Regions from separate parts of the Mus musculus genome. Here region 2 is linked to region 1. The links are chromatin contacts, called in public HiChIP or PLAC-seq maps. All regions are on one chromosome and are shown on one strand. Each heading gives the region's core, a stretch centred on a gene start, on an enhancer-like site or on the middle of the called end of the contact. The rest is flanking DNA. Distances are from core to core; before and after follow the strand shown.

Region 1 (2,923 bases), core at 72-2,571:
CTCACCAGCCAGTGATTTTCCTTAAAATACATAGTAAAGCATAATCAAGTCCTTACATGGCCTTACCATTTTTGCCCTTGGTAAATGTGTTTCTCATCTCGGTACTGGGACTTTCTTGTGCAGATCTCTTATTCTGTTTTTGTTTGTTTGTTTGTTTGTTTGTTTGTTTTTGGTTTTTTTCGAGACAGGGTTTCTCCGTATAGTCCTGGCTGTCCTGGAACTCACTTTGTAGACCAGGCTGGCCTGGAAGTCAGAAATCTGCCTGCCTCTGCCTCCCAAGTGCTGGGATTAAAGGCGTGCGCCACCACACCCGGCTCAGATCTCTTATTCTTGTTGAGCTTGATAGCCTGTGATGTAAGAATAACAGAATTTGCCCCCATAAGAATTGGAGACCCTACAGATGACCTTAGTTGATGTCATTTTCCCTTTCCCTTGTCTTGCCTAGGATAAATTCATAAATCAAATCAGGGCAAATGATAGCTTTCTCTTAAAAATTGCAATGTAATCTTCTAACTCCCCAGGGAGTTGGAAGAGATTAAGATTGAGTGAGCAGGTGGGAGGATGGTGGAGAGATGGCTGTCCTTCCAAAGGGCCCAAGTTCAATTCCTAGCACTAACATAACAGCTCACTGCTGTATGTAATTCCAGTTCCAGGGAATCTGACTTCACATAGACATTTTGATTGATTGAGCTCCAAATGAGGGCAATTGTGTTGATCCACGTCATGTGAAGATGTTCTGCACTGATCATTATCTCAGTTTCGTGAGGAACAACAGAGGTCAAGAAACCCAGTTTGTCGCCGGGTGTGGTGGCGCACGCCTTTAATCCCAGCACTCGGGAGGCAGAGGCAGGCGGAGTTCTGAGTTCGAGGCTAGCCTGGTCTACAAAGTGAGTTCCAGGACAGCCAGAGCTATACAGAGAAACCCTGTCTCGAAAAACCTAAAAAAAAAATAAGAAGAAGGAAGAAAGAAAGAAAGAAAGAAAGAAAGAAAGAAAGAAACCCAGTTTGAGGTCTCTACATCTAACATAACACCACTAAGCTGCTTTAGTACGTCTCCGATAGGAGGCCCCGGAGCTCCTCCAGGTTTGCTGCCTCCTCCTGATCTGACAAGAGATTCACCTTGCTGTATAGGGGAGAGAGGCGCGGAATCAAAAGGTCTGACTTCGGATGTTTCTAGGGAATCCCAATGAAAAGCCACCTTTTCTCGGCCGGCCTTCTTGCGGTGCCTTTAGGGATTTGTAGTCAGAGCCTGACTCATAGTCTCCAATGTAGGCTAGAAGAGGACTACAATTCCCAAGATGCCTTGCGACAGGCGAGTGCATTGCCTATTCTAACCCCCTTTACTCTTGACACATTTCTCTGCTCTCCCTTCTCTTTGGACTGCTTATTGACTGGGTCCTGTCTGTGAAGTTCTTCGTGGTTCTCCCACCTTTTAGAATTCTCATCCTTTATTTCCAGGAGCCAATGCGAGACATTAGCACTGATTAGGCGACGGCTGGTGACCCGGGGTGCGCGAGGGGGAGCCGAGTGGTGAGGGGGTTTGAGAAGGGTAAGGGAGAGAGTTGAGCGAGAAGCGGAGTGAAAGGAAAGTCGGGGAGATGTGAGGAGCTCAGAGGCGTGGGTCTCAGTGAGAGGGGTAAGGCTGGCTGGAGGGAAAGGGATAGAAAGGGATTTAGGTTGGTAAGCATGAGGCAGTTTATAGCCGTGTCCCCAGATGAGAGCTAAGGATTTGACCCATTTGGACTGATCTGACCAGGAGGGTGGACAAGAGAGAGAAGCCTGGGCTCAAATAAGTATCTTTGTCAATGCTTAGGTGAACTTGAGATGTCATTGATATGCAAAACACTCGCAAGTATGAAACGATAAGTAATTCAGTCCACACCGGTGAGGATCTGGATTTGATCCTCAGGACCATACACAAAAATGAGACTAATTCCACCTCCTGGAGACTGAACAAAGGCTGAACTTCAAGGGCAGATATGGGATGAAAAGCCTGGTGGCCACTTGGGAAGTAAAGGCAGATGGATCAGGGGTTCAAATCCATCCTTGGCTCCATAGCAAATTCAAGGCCATTGTGAGCTGCATAATGAAGAAAAGAAGCAGGACACGAGGGGTTTGGGAGGAATAGGTGATAAGTGGCATCAGACAGGAAAGTACAGAAAGTGAACCTAATAGATCTGGAGTCAGTGATATAGGCCTGGGTCATGTGGGAGTTCTGACATTTGTCCCTCTCAGGTGATGGAGATCACCCCGGCGAGGGGTGGACTGAACCGAGCACACCTACAATGCAGGAATCTCCAGGAGTTCTTAGGAGGCCTGAGCCCTGGGGTGCTGGACCGATTGTATGGGCACCCTGCCACTTGTCTGGCTGTCTTCAGGTGAGGAGCCTTCAGAGCAAAGGGGATGTTTGGAGAATGTAATGGGGCCTGCAGACTGAAATTAGTTAGCACGGGGAGAGGCTTATTAGCCCAGCGTGAGTACCAGGGTGTTAGACATTACTCCAAAGTGTGTCAGTCCAAACCAGAAAGAGGTTGTGGGGACAGTGGGACTGCTAAGGACGTGGGAGATGGCATGAGACGTTTGAGAGACAGAGGTTGCAGGGTATTTGATCACATAGTGAACTCCAAGATTATGAACCAGAAAAACCTTGTTATTGTGGCTCAGCCCTAAGCACACACCTTTTTTTTAGCCAAGGGCTAATGTCAACCGTAGGTCAAGAGATGGAGCAACCAAGTAAACAGAAATTAGCAACGTTGAGTTGAAGGGAATTTAAGACAGTGTGGAGAATTCTCGGAGAGGGAGCTTTTTCTTTCTGGGATGTCATTGGAGAAAAAAAGGTCAGCTGGGTGCTTTCTCTGCCTCTCTGAGCAGTTGGGATGTTTGTTTTTTTTAAACCACAGGCAGATGAGGGCAGAGATGCAGG
Region 2 (3,372 bases), core at 64-2,563, 1.3 Mb before region 1:
TGTTAGGCAGCTAGACAAGCGTCACCTGGCTTAGGGGTTGTTAAGAATGGGCCCGCTCACACACATCCATTTACCAGTTGAGAAGGGTAGGGGTATCAGGGCTTTTGGGTAACTTGACTTTGGTCAAAAGAATGGAAACTAATCTCCACTTCTGACAAGGGTGGAGACTATGCATTCCGATCTGTCCCAGAGATTAGAATATTGCATACCAATGCCCCCTTCCACCTTCTTTGGGAGCTAATCTAACTAGACTTGTTAATCACCTAGCCAGCAGACAACCCCTCTGGAAAGCTGGTCATTTGAAAACATGCAAAGGAAATGGAAGGAATAATAATACCCCAAATGAAATAATGTACTTACTACGTTCCTGAAGTATCCCCCCAGCCCTCCCCCCAAATCCACTTCCTTGTAGATTAACTGCTGAGTCTGTTTGCTTTCCTGATTTATAACTCAAGGGGTTAATCCTTTCTTTTCTCCTTTCTACAGCTGCTTACCCTCCCCCATTGATGACCCTTAGCCCCTGCTAAGATTATGGTTTGCTAGTGTTGTTGCCTTCCCTCACCCCTCCCCCTCCCCGCCATCCCGAACTAATGAGGTGAACCTGGAGCGTCCTTCTGACTCTGGCTTGTTATTGGCTTTTCTTTCTTTTCTTTTTAATCAAAAACACTCTAAGAATCCACAAATGGGAAACCTCTTTTCCCCAGTAATGTTTGGACACCCACATGTTCACTTCTGTTGTGTGTGGGAATTTTGTAGAACCACTAAGAGTCATGATCTGCCCCCACACACCCACAACGCTATAAAACTTCATAGACAGGGATCTTGCTCTTCAAGTTCTCCAAACACGGAGGATGGGGTCCGTGGTGCTGCACACCCTCTTTCCATTGCTGGCGACCGCCCTGGTCCCAACTCAGGCCAGCGCGGGTGAGTGCAGGGTGGAAAGTGAAGCCACTTCTGTGGGGAGGAGGGAGGAGGCTGGGCAGCAATAGCTCAGGGAACGCTAAGTCTCAGCGGCTGTCTCCCAACTACACACCCTCTGCCAGGCTCTCTTCTCCAATCCGTGTCTGGAGCCCTGTGTGCTAGTTCTCCTCCCAGCAAGTCCGCTTGTCTCCAGGTCCACCTGGGTTGACCCCCGCACCACCCCTAGGCTCACACTCCCTGCGGTATTTCACCACCACCTTGTACGATCCTGGCTAAGGCAAACCTCGGTTCACCGAGGCTACATGGACAACATACAGATCACGAGCTTCAGCAAAGACTTGGAGAGTCAGTGGGTGGAGCCGTGGGTGCCATTTATAGCTCAGGAACCTGAGCATTTGGAGGAGCTGATGCGCCTCGCCAGGAGGATCTTAATACTCGGTCAAATCGAACTGTGGACCCTGTTCGGCTATCATAGCCAGAGAGAGAATGGTGAGTGATCCTATATGGAAGGCTAGTCTATAGTCTCCGCATATTCTTATGAAATATGTACCTTGGGCTGGTGAAATCTGCAAGTTCCTGCAATCCTGGAGAAGCCTGCAGAAATTTACTGTGGTTTCATTTCAGTTTGAAGTAGGCTTTGACCAATCACGAGCAGGCTGTGTGCAATGAATGGGGCTAACCTGGGACATGGTGCTGACCACTTTGGCCTCAACAGAGTCTCACACTGTCCAGTGACTAATCGGCTGTGACATAGGGCCAGACCATCACCTCCTCCGTGGGTATAAGCACATCACTTATGAAGGCCAGGATTACATCTCTCTGACCGAGAGGACCTGCGCTCCTGGGTTGCAGTGGATACCGAGGAGTCTCAGATCACTAGGTGCAAGCAAGAGGCATCTGGTTTTGTTATATCATGCACATCTTTCTTGGAGGGAAGGTGCGTTGAAGTGGCTTCTCAAATACCTGGATAAAGGGGAGGAGATGCTGCAGCATGCAGGTTTCAGGGGTAGCTTCTATTGGCCCTTGAGCAGACTTTATGCCAGGACCAATTCCTAAGCCACCTATTGTGAAATACTGTCCCCCAGGCTCCACACAAGGCTGTTACTGTTTCAAAATCAGAAAAGCTGTGATTACCCTTACTGGGGATTCTAGCCATTCACACCCTCCTATGTTCCCCAATCACAAGGAATCCTACTAGCCACATCTGGACTTCAGAAATATTAGTGTATATGGGAACTAGAAGGTTAATTGATGGTATGGGTGTAGTGGCTGATGCCTTTAATCCCATCATTGAAGAGGCAGAGGCAGGCAGATGAGTGAGTTGGAGGCCAGCTTTGTCTATATAGTGAACTTCTGGATAGCCAGTATGGTAATGGTGTGTGTGTGTGTGTGTGTGTATTAATTGATTGAATTCATTGGTGGCACACTCCAGTGATCTAGCTTTTGTGAGTTGTCATTCATGCTGGAGTGGGCTTTTCAGTGTTGTAGGTGTTTATGAGTATTAAGTAACGCCTCACTCGTGTCTGTAAGTAACCTTCAATGCATTTATGGGATTGCCAAACTGTGTTGGATGGTAAGGATGGGCTTTGATGGGATCATTCATTTGGTCTGTTGTTGGAGTCCTGTCTGGGGTGAATAGATATCTATCATATCTCTCCGGAGAAAGTAATAAAATACTCTACACCCAAGTGGGGACCCAGCAGGACCAAAATGGGCTTGGGAGGATCAGGTTCACGGTTACTGGGATATAAGACATGAAATTGAAGCCAAACCATCCATGGGAGAAATTACTGATGTGTCTCTGCTTTCTCCATGTGGTGTGGAATGGCAGCGGAGGGTTGCAATGCACTTGGTGTGGATGATTGGACTCACATCTGAGACTGCTCCATCTGAAGGTGTATCGATACCTCGACATGGCATGCTATCTATCACAACAGCAACAGCAATTTCTGAAATAATACTTGTGGGGCAGGATCCTAAGCAGACAGTGACAGCAGTTGTGTGTCCTTTGCTGTGGGCAGTTGAGACTTGCAACTGGGGCTTAGCCATCTTCCCAGGGCTCTCAAGGCTGTGGGACATAGAAGCAGATGGGGTCTGGGTGATGTAGAAGTAGAGAAATTGAGTGTTGTCACTGCTCATTCCTCTCTGAAAGAAAGGTTGCACAGTCTGAGGCAATACAAAGGAATCATTGGGCCAGCAAGATGTCTCAATGTTTGGTGCTTGCCATAAAGCCTAACAACCTGAGTTTGGAACCCTGAGCACACATGGAGAAGGAGAGAACAAGTTGTCTTATGACCTCTAGATAAGTGCTGCACATGTATAGGGGTACACACACATATTGGTCTGGAGCAGAGGAAGCCTCCCTGATTTCCAGATCCCACAGGATCCACCTGAGCCACAGGGAACATTTTTACATTGAAAGCACAATAGTGGACTCCATCTTTTCGTGGA

What was found. HiChIP or PLAC-seq counts read pairs in DNA pulled down with a chosen protein or histone mark.
Region 2: an H3K27ac HiChIP or PLAC-seq map of embryonic stem cells shows a contact between it and region 1, with 2.9 times the contacts expected there. The contact joins the promoter of 2410137M14Rik here to the promoter of Gtf2h4 in region 1.

Annotation. Positions count from the first base shown.
Region 1 is chr17:35,672,141-35,675,063 of GRCm38.p6, reverse strand. Gtf2h4 (general transcription factor II H, polypeptide 4) reads left to right here and starts at 1,321. Exons shown (of 14, transcript NM_010364.4): 1 at 1,321-1,508; 2 at 2,236-2,378. The coding sequence starts at 2,239.
Region 2 is chr17:36,979,178-36,982,549 of GRCm38.p6, reverse strand. It overlaps 2410137M14Rik (RIKEN cDNA 2410137M14 gene), which reads left to right and starts at 1,313. Exons shown (of 4, transcript NM_029747.3): 1 at 1,313-1,410. The coding sequence starts at 1,408. It also overlaps the pseudogene H2-M4-ps.